3 separate regions of the Pan troglodytes genome follow, and all the other regions are linked to region 1. A link is a contact called in public HiChIP or PLAC-seq data. All regions are on one chromosome and are shown on one strand. Each heading gives the region's core, a stretch centred on a gene start, on an enhancer-like site or on the middle of the called end of the contact. The rest is flanking DNA. Distances are from core to core; before and after follow the strand shown.

Evidence for each region. HiChIP or PLAC-seq counts read pairs in DNA pulled down with a chosen protein or histone mark.
Region 2: a contact with region 1 is called in an H3K4me3 HiChIP or PLAC-seq map of stem cell-derived excitatory neurons, with 5 times the contacts expected there. The contact joins the promoter of TRAPPC6B here to the promoter of FBXO33 in region 1. A contact is called at or near these places in 1 of 7 Hi-C or Micro-C datasets (stem cell-derived neural progenitor cells) and 1 of 1 datasets of contacts at active chromatin or transcription factors (stem cell-derived excitatory neurons).
Region 3: a contact with region 1 is called in an H3K4me3 HiChIP or PLAC-seq map of stem cell-derived excitatory neurons, with 4 times the contacts expected there. The contact joins the promoter of SEC23A here to the promoter of FBXO33 in region 1. A contact is called at or near these places in 1 of 7 Hi-C or Micro-C datasets (stem cell-derived neural progenitor cells) and 1 of 1 datasets of contacts at active chromatin or transcription factors (stem cell-derived excitatory neurons).

The regions. Positions count from the first base shown.
Region 1 is chr15:37,673,236-37,676,288 of NHGRI_mPanTro3-v2.0_pri, forward strand. FBXO33 (F-box protein 33) reads right to left here and starts at 1,336. Exons shown (of 4, transcript XM_001149215.7): 1 at 461-1,336. The coding sequence starts at 1,065. It overlaps LOC134808287 (a long non-coding RNA gene), which reads left to right and starts at 1,476. Exons shown (of 2, transcript XR_010150914.1): 1 at 1,476-1,558.
Region 2 is chr15:37,410,473-37,413,372 of NHGRI_mPanTro3-v2.0_pri, forward strand. TRAPPC6B (trafficking protein particle complex subunit 6B) reads right to left here and starts at 1,348. Exons shown (of 5, transcript XM_063792864.1): 1 at 977-1,348. The coding sequence starts at 1,057.
Region 3 is chr15:37,343,200-37,345,985 of NHGRI_mPanTro3-v2.0_pri, forward strand. SEC23A (SEC23 homolog A, COPII coat complex component) reads right to left here and starts at 1,335. Exons shown (of 20, transcript XM_001145529.8): 1 at 1,170-1,335.

The sequences.
Region 1 (3,053 bases), core at 86-2,585:
TTTTAGGCAGCGTCCTATGAGTACCTACTCTTTCCCTCACCGTGAACTATTTCTAACAGATTCAGAGTCAGAAAATCGTGTTATGTGTATGTTTTGTTTCTTCCAAGGCTCACCCACAGGCCTCACCCTCCCAGTCTTAACGCTCCCATATATAAAATGAAAAGTGACAGCGCCTGTCAGCTCCATCCCACGGCCACCAAGAGGATGAATGAGTGCCTGGAAGGCGCCAGAAGTGGTGTCTGTTAAACACCCCGTCCACCACTGTTTATAAAGTATCGTGATGAGTCCCGTTATGCCTTTCCGCTCAAGGAAACCGCCTAGTTAGAACCAACACTCTCCGTCACTGAGGAAGGCAACACTGAAGTTGGCCGGGCACGTATTACGCACAGAATCTGTGTCGGGGTGCGGGGACGGAGCGACCCCCCGTTACCGGGCGGGGCGGGGCTCAGGGCAAGCCTACCTGTTGTTCCGGATGCTGACCAGCACGCAAAGCACCAGCTCCAAGTAGGTGCGCAGCACTTCCAGCCAACGAGCTGAGAGCTGCAGGGCCTCGACTTCCTCCCCTCCAGTCCCGGTGTCCGCGCCACCTCCGTCCCCTGGGCCACTGCCGCTCAGATAGTTCTCGGCGGCGAATTCAACACGCAGCTCTCGCACGAACCAGCCGCACTTGCGCATGAGGAATTCCAGCCGAGGCTGCTCCGCGGGCGAGACGCGGAGGCAGATGCGGAGCTGGGGCCACAGGGCCGGATAGAAGAGGCACTCACGCCAGTGCGAGCAGGAGGCCGAGGCCCGCAGCCGGTCGGGCGCCGGCAGAAAAGAGAAGATGTGCACGATCAGCTCGCTGGGCAGCGACGCAGCGCCCGCCGCCTGCCCGCACAGAGCCATCCGGCCCCGCCGCCGGCTGCCGGCTCCCGGCCGCCCCCGCAGTACCCGGAGCAGCCCCCGCAGCCGTCGCAGCTGCTGCAGCCGCAGCCGCAGCCGCCGCCACCGCGCCACCCGGGCGGCCCCGGCTCGGGTTCGAGCTCCCGGCGGTCGGGGCTGCGGCACTGACAAGAACAACAACATCAATGACAAGGAAGAAGGGGGCGGAACCGTCGTGGGTCTCGGCGGAACCAAGTAGAACACAAGTTGTGGAGAGGGGGAAAGGCCTCTGCGGGCGTGGCCTGCCGGGAGCCAGCCTCTGTCCTCTCAAACTCTACTCACGTGCGTCCGAGGCCGGCACACTGAGTAACTGCACTGCCCTCGCTCGTAAACTTCAGCGGCCCGGAAGCCTCAAGGCGTACTGTAAGGAAAAGGCAGCCCTCCCTGCGCCGGTCGGCAGAGACAGAGAAGTGGTAGGAGCTGAGTTTGACGTCGCCGCTGGTGGGAGGAGTCCGGCGCGCACCGGCGCGACTTCCGGAAGAGGGGAGCGCCCGATTGCCTGTAGGGACGGGAGACGCGGCACGTGATCTCTGACGCACGCAGGCCGCGGGGCGGGGCGGGGCGGGGCTGGGCGGGACTGGAACCGGCACTTGGCACCCCTTACGCCTTACGGTGGCCGCTGCGCCCAGTCACATCTGTAAGTCGGTTAATTTTGGCGCTCGGTCGATGGAGGTGGCGGTACTCTGGCTTAGTGCGAGAGGTCGTCACGCTTCTTTGTAAAACGTTTCTCAGTTTGGGCTGAGGACCCTGAGCCAAAGTGGCGGCATGCAGGGTCTTTCTCAGCCATCCCACCTGCCCAGAGTAGGGTTAAGAATTCCTGAGATTGCGCCGCTGAGAGGGAGCTGGCGGACGGGCGGGCTAACCCCGGCGGGCTGTGCCGGGAGGGGCGGTGTGGGGCGTGGCGGAGGCCGCGAATGGACCTGCCCCCTCGGTCCAACCACGCAGGTGGACTTCCGCGCACTCGCTGGTGTGTGGGGAAGCAGTGAGGACAGCGTCACCCTTTGGATTCAGAGGGAGAGAAAAAAATTGGCAAAGGGATCTGAGATCCGCAGGTTGTTACCAGCCTCTTCTCCAGGGCTTGAGGAAGGGTCTCTGTTCCCAGTGCTGAGATTTAAGGCTCTCGTTGAAAAGTTCACAGTAATGACAGAGCTTTGATTTTTTTTCTTTCTTCTTCTTCTTTTTTTGCCTGGTACCCCTAACTTAGATTTTCCAAATCATGTCCCTAACTTCACCACAGCCTACTGCAAAGTAAACTCTGGTTGCAAAGAGTGGTGAAGTCAGAAAAGATTAAGTGACTTTATGTAATAATCGAGGGTTGCTTTAGGGAGGCTGCCTCTTTATGTAATAATTGAGAGTTGCTTTAGGGAGGCTGTGATTTTGGAATAGCCTCGTTCTTTTGTGGTAAACACCAAGACTTTTTGGACTTTTTTTTTTTTTTTTTTTTTTGGTTTTAAGGAGCGGAGAGTTTAATAGGCAAGAAAGAAGCAAGAAGGCTGAAGGAAGAAGCTCCCCACTACAGAGACAGACGGAGGGGGCTCCCAAGACGAAAGAGGAGACCCCCATTCTAGATGTTCTTAACCCTTTGAGGGCAAAGCTCTCCGTTTAATGCCTTGCACATATCAGGTTGCCAACAACATGATGTGGTTTATCAATTGTGATAGGTTACTTATTCGAGCCCCTGTTTACAAGAGTTTTAGGTAATTATACCTTATTAATTTTAATGAACTCTTAGAGGGCGACCCCAGTCGTGGGTTCGGCAGGATGAAACACTACCCATTTACCAGTTTACAGACATTTAGGTCGTTTCGAGTTATGAATAATGCTGTGAACATTCATGTGCAAGTCTTTGTGTGGACGTATGTTTTAATTTGTCTTGGGTAGATACCTAGGAATGAAAGTGATGGGTCGTAGGGTAGTTCTATGTATAACTTTTTGAGAAACAGAAACTTTTTCCAAAGTGGCTGCATCATTTTTCATTCCCACCAGCAATGTATGAGGGTTTCCAGTTCTCTGACTTTTTTTTTTAATATTCTAGAAATGCACTGTAATTTGAGATTGATATTTTTTTCTTAGCAACAAGCTACCATCTTGGAGATCATTAATAATTAGTCTTTAATTATTAGGAATGGTTC
Region 2 (2,900 bases), core at 98-2,597, 260 kb before region 1:
TTAAATCCACCACTCTTTCATACCTCTACCACTTTATCTTTGCCTAGGATACATTTCCTATCCCCACTCTCCACTCATTTTTTATCAATAGCATTAAAGAAAGGGCTCCTGACTTGAGCATGAGTTTGGAGTATTTCTAAAATCCGTTACAACTCCATGATTCTACCAGCCAATACTCAGTGTTAACTATTCATTAAATCACTATTCCCTAAATACTGTGAGGCAGGAGTATTATTTTATTTATCTAGCAGTGTCAGCAGTGACAGGCCCACAATGATTGAATAAGGACTCCCACATATTAGAAGTAAGCGCTACATACTATCACATTTCGGATTAAATCAGATTTAAAAAAATAATCTCTACAAGGATGGGGCCATTGTTTCATTCACTACTATATCCCTGGCACCTAGAAATCGCTCTGACATAAGGGCACTAAATAAATACTTTCTGAAATAATTAATTTAAATTATGTTCCCTAATTATCCTAACGCCTGCAAACTTTCCCTTGCAAACTCAACCTTCATTAGGCTTCAGGTCTCAAGTTGTGTGGAGTTCTACTGAGCATTAGGAATGAGGAAGGAGGGACAGGCTTCTCAGGTTGGCACAGGTCTGTCCAGTGCATGGCTCAAGTGCTGGAAGTGCCAGCAAAACTAAGTAGGCTCTGCAGTTAACCCTCTCGTAAATAATGGCAGGGACAACACTAAAAGTACCAAAATCTGTGGCGTGGAAGACAAACGTACGGGAATAGACAAAAAGGAATCAAATAGAAGAAGATACGAAAGAGAAAACGATGAAAGATGACGGTTCAAAGGAGACAACTGACAGGTTCTAGGGTTTAGGACTCCTGGAGGTGGACCATTTTGTGTACACCTCGGGAGGCGTCGGGTGGCGATGGGACAGGGGTTGAAGGAAAGCACTGAGGGGAAACAAGGTGTGTCACCGCAAAAGGACCTCAAGGGCGTGTGGCAGCACTCACCACCTCCCCCTGCTCCGCGGACTTGTACACTCCAGACACCATCTCGTTATGGAGAAGCAAAAACAACGCCTCATCCGCCATTTCCTGCTAATTCTTCCAAGCTTCGAGTTTTGGCTCCCGTTTGAGCTGGTCTGGGGGTTCCAGCTCGCGCCTCAGCGACTTCGCCGGCGCCGCGGCTCCGTCAGGCCGCCATTCTGTCCCTGTGGCTAAGAGACCGAGGTATTCACACGACTTCCCAAAGGCTGGTACTGAAATGAGTCTGGTACTGGAGAGAGCCCACACTTCGGGGCTACCAAATCCTAGGGCCGAACGAAAGTCTGACGGGAGCTCTAACCAAAGCCAACCAGCTGAGATGCGATCCGGCAGCTGGGCGGGGGCGAAAAAAACAACTTCCGGTCCCCTCTACCCCGGCATTCGGCCAGCTCTATGATCACTGAGTTCCTCTCTCCCAAGCCCGGAGAGGCCAGCGCCCAGATATGAGGAAGGTTCCCCTCTCACCACGATGTCGGGGGCAGAGCAAGATAAAATAAGACCTAAAGCTCCCGCCTGGCCCGGGCGCGGTGGCTCACGCTTGTAATCCCAGCACTTTGGGTGGCGGAGGCCGGTGGATCACATGAGGTCAGAAGTTCGGACCAGCCTGAGAAACCCCGTCTCTACTATAAGTACAAAATTAGCGGGGCCTGGTGGTGCATGCCTGTAATCCCAGCTACTCGGGAGTCTGAGGCAGGAGAATCGCTTGAACTCGGGAGGCGGAGGTTGCGGTGAGCTGAGATCGCGCCACTGCACTCCAGCCTGGGCAACAAGAGTGAAACTCCGTCTCAAAAAAAAAAAAAAAAAAAAAGAGCTCCCGCGGCCACCTCCTTGTTAATTAGCAATAGAAGTTAAAAAAATTCTTTTGGCTTCATCAAAAGCATCCACTTCCTGCCATATGTTCTTCAAATATGAAAAGTTGTAGAAAGAGTTTAAAATATACGTTTTCACAGTGCAAATTTTTTAAATACTGAAAAGTTATCCCAATTCCTATTGAATTAAGCCCGGGTATACAAAAAGAATTAGAGCCATTTTGACCACCAGGAATTTTCTTGTTAGTGGGGTGCAAGGGACAAGGGAAGTGGAGCAAACGAAAAACAAGATACACTTGAACCGGTAAATACAGACTAATCAGAGGATTAGGTGAAAAGTGCTATAGAATTCAGAAAAGCGATGTCACTGCAGGATGGAGTTGCTAATAATCTACAGCAGTGTGAGACAACTGTAGGAATTGTCCCATTGCATGTGCAAATAAATACACATGCTACATCATAGTATGTACGTCTTAAATTTGGCAAATTCAACCGTAAGCATGTTGCTTAGCCTGTGATTAGTTCTTCCATTGGTAATTCACAAAACAAAATTTTTCCCCAATTGTCCCTGTTGTTTTCCCCCAAATTAACATACCGCAAGGTGGCTCATGCCTGTAAAATCCAGCACTTTGGGAGGCCGAGGCACGGGGGGTGGGGGGGATCACGAGGTCATGAGTTTTGAGAGCAGCCTGGCCAACATGGTGAAAACCCGTCTCCACTAAAAATACAAAAATTAGCCGGGCGTGGGGCCTGTAAACCCAGCTACTCGGAGGGCTGAGGCAGGAGAATCACTTGAACCTGGGAGGCAGAGGTTGCAGCGAGCAGAAATTGTGCCACTGCACTCCAGCCTGGGCGACAGAGCAAGACTTCGTCTCAAAAAACGAAACACACACACACACACACAAACTCTTCATGCCCTTTCACAGGAATTTAAGATCATGTTCCAAAATTTTAATTGTGGTAGGTTTTTTTTTTTAAGCATGTCCCTTCTAATGTTTGAATCAATTTATTCCATTCATCACATAAATCCAGCATAAAAGCTCCACTTAAGCCTTTGAAAACACTAAATTGTGTAATTTTGG
Region 3 (2,786 bases), core at 85-2,584, 330 kb before region 1:
ATCTAACTCTAAAATTCTGTAAGTCAATTAAAAATAGCTGGACTCTGGCCGGGCGCAGTGGCTCATGCCTGTGATCCCAGCACTTTGGGAGGCCGAGGCGGGCGGATCACCTGAGGTCAGGAGTTCGAGACCAGCCTGGCCAACATGGTGAAACCCCGTCTCTACTAAAGATACAAAAATTAGCCGGGCATAGTAGCTCGCCCCTGTAATCCCAGCTACTCGGGAGGCTGAAGCAGGAGAATCGCTTGAACCAGGGAGGCGGAGGTTGCAGTGAGCCGAGATCGCGCCACTGCACTCCAGCCTGGGCGACAGAGCAAGACTCCGTCTCAGAAAAAAAAAAAAAAATAGCTGGACTTCTGAAATGATGTTCATTCACTACCAGAGGAGAAAGAGAAGGAAAACTCAACATGCATTTATATTTAAATCTAAAACCTTTTTAAACCAAGTTAATTTGGCTAGTTATCCATGGCTTTGGACGGTAGAGGTTGAGGGAGTTCAAGTGAAAACGAGAATTCCACATCCCCACTTCAGTGATTGATGTAGATTTACTATGACCTTCCTCAGGCAGTACCTTTACCACCAAATCGGGAAACACTACCTACCGTAGAAAGAAAACCCAGTGAGATAGGGCTGGTCCTGCTGGAAAACGGAACTCTTTGTAATCAAAACCCAAGGCATTATCTTTACCAAGCTCTTTTCCCCTTTAACCCCTTTAACTTCCAAGGCTGAATTACGGGTGACGTAGTCAATTGGGTCAAAGTCTAGGACACTCCATATCTGGCAAGGAATGAAACAGTAAGTCCAAGGGCCCAGAGGCGATGATGGACTTGGGTGGAGGTGGGTGGCCCAGGAGGTGGGGGTGGGTGCTGGGCGAGATGCTCGAACCACCGTTTTCCACATCTTTCCACCTAATCCAGGGCAGCTGGAGGAGGCCGGGCCCCCGGCCCCGGCAGAGCGAAGTGGGTGAGAGGGTGGCAAGCTCAGCACTCAACGCTCCCCGCGCCGGACCGGGCCTCAGCCTCCAGCACACCTCGCTGGCCCCGGGGCACCGAGAGGGCAAAGCCGGGACCACCCCAGGATCCCAGTTCCCAGCCCGCCGCCGCCAGCCCGCCCCCGCTCCCCGCTGCGCACCTGCGGTCCCCCAAGAGCGGAGACGAGGCGGCCCTTACCTCACTGTCCCCCTGCAGGACCCGTCGCAGCCTCCGCTTTGCAAAATCTGTCCTCTCCGCCCAGCAGAAGCAGTCCGTGGCACCGCAATCAGGGGTGGCGCCACCCCGCCCCGGGCCTCAGCGAAGACCTCCGCCCGGCCAACATGGCTGGCGCCGCCTCTGCCACGTCAAGAGGAGGGGACGGGGCGTGAGGGCAGGAAGGGGGCAGGAAGGGGCGGGCGCAGAGTTACCAGGGCAGGCCACCGGACCCCTGAGCTTGCTTAATAACCGGAGGATTTGAGAAAGGCGCGCGGCGGGCGAAGGTACCAAGAGGGGAGGAGGGAGGAGAGGTAGCGGGGACCGAGCCAGAGGGGCGGAAGAACCCGGAAGACCCAGGCAGCCGGGCGGCCGAGGGGCGTGGGACCGGGCAGAGCGGGACCGGGAGAGAGCGCCTTTCCCAGCTCCCTAAAGCCACAGCGTATCCCACTCCCTGCAGGTCGCAGAAAGAGTGGAGAACTGGTGCCACTCGGACACCTTAGCTCACCGAGAGAAATGAAGACGGCCTCCAGGACATCTTAGGACCCTGGTTGATTCCGAGAATCACAAATCACATCTCTGAAAAAAGTGAAAAGTTCATTCTTTCACTTAGTGCAACAAATGTTTACTGAAACTTACTATGTGCCAGACACAATTGAGATGCTGGTAATATGATGCAGGCAAAGTAGGCCCAGATCCCTGGCCCGAAAGAATTCACGTACTATTTATGTATTTTAGTCAGCCTGTCTTTTCCTCCTACATTGCCTCTGCCACCTCAACTCTGTCTCCCCCCACCCCCAAAACACACACACACAGTACAATATTTGGCTGATTCATCTTGATATGTTCAACGTTTTTCTTTCCAAGAAAAACGTTGAACAAAATGAGAAAGCAACAGATTGGTAAGACATTAGAGCTTGGTGGTCTCAGACAACCCCTTCCTTCAGTGAGGGGAATGAAATTAAGTGCCCATGGAATTAATTGCATATATGACAACGCCTAAAAGCCTGCAAAGTTTAGCCATATCAACATTTTATGGAATGGAAAAGAAGATCAAGTCCCTGTCCTTGAAAGCTCATATTCATGAGAAATAAGACAGCAGCACCAGGCTGGGCGCGGTGGCTCACGCCTGTAATACCAACACTTTGGGAGGCGGAGGCAGGTGGATCACAAGGTAAGGAGTTCGAGACCAGCCTGGCCAACATAGTGAAACCCCGTCTCTACTAAAAATACAAAAATTAGCCGGGTGTGGTGGCACGCTCCTGTAGTCCCAGCTACTCGGGAGGATGAGGCAGAAGAATTGCTTGAACCCAGGAGGCGGAGGTTGCAGTGAGCCGAGACCACGCCATTGCACTCCAGTCTGGGTGACAGAGTGAGACTGTCTCAAAAAAAAAAAAAAAAAAAGCACCAAACATATTTCCCTTTCTATAATGTGTGTACTAAAGTTGTTTTGGAAGGTGGAAGAGGATGTTTGCTTGTCAAATTGTAATACAATCCTGAAGAGGGCAATGGGAATCGAAAGCCAAAAATTAGTGTAGGCTTCCAAATAAAGTAGGTTCAAGGTGCTATCTTAATGAAGATTCTTGACAGCACACAGCAGAG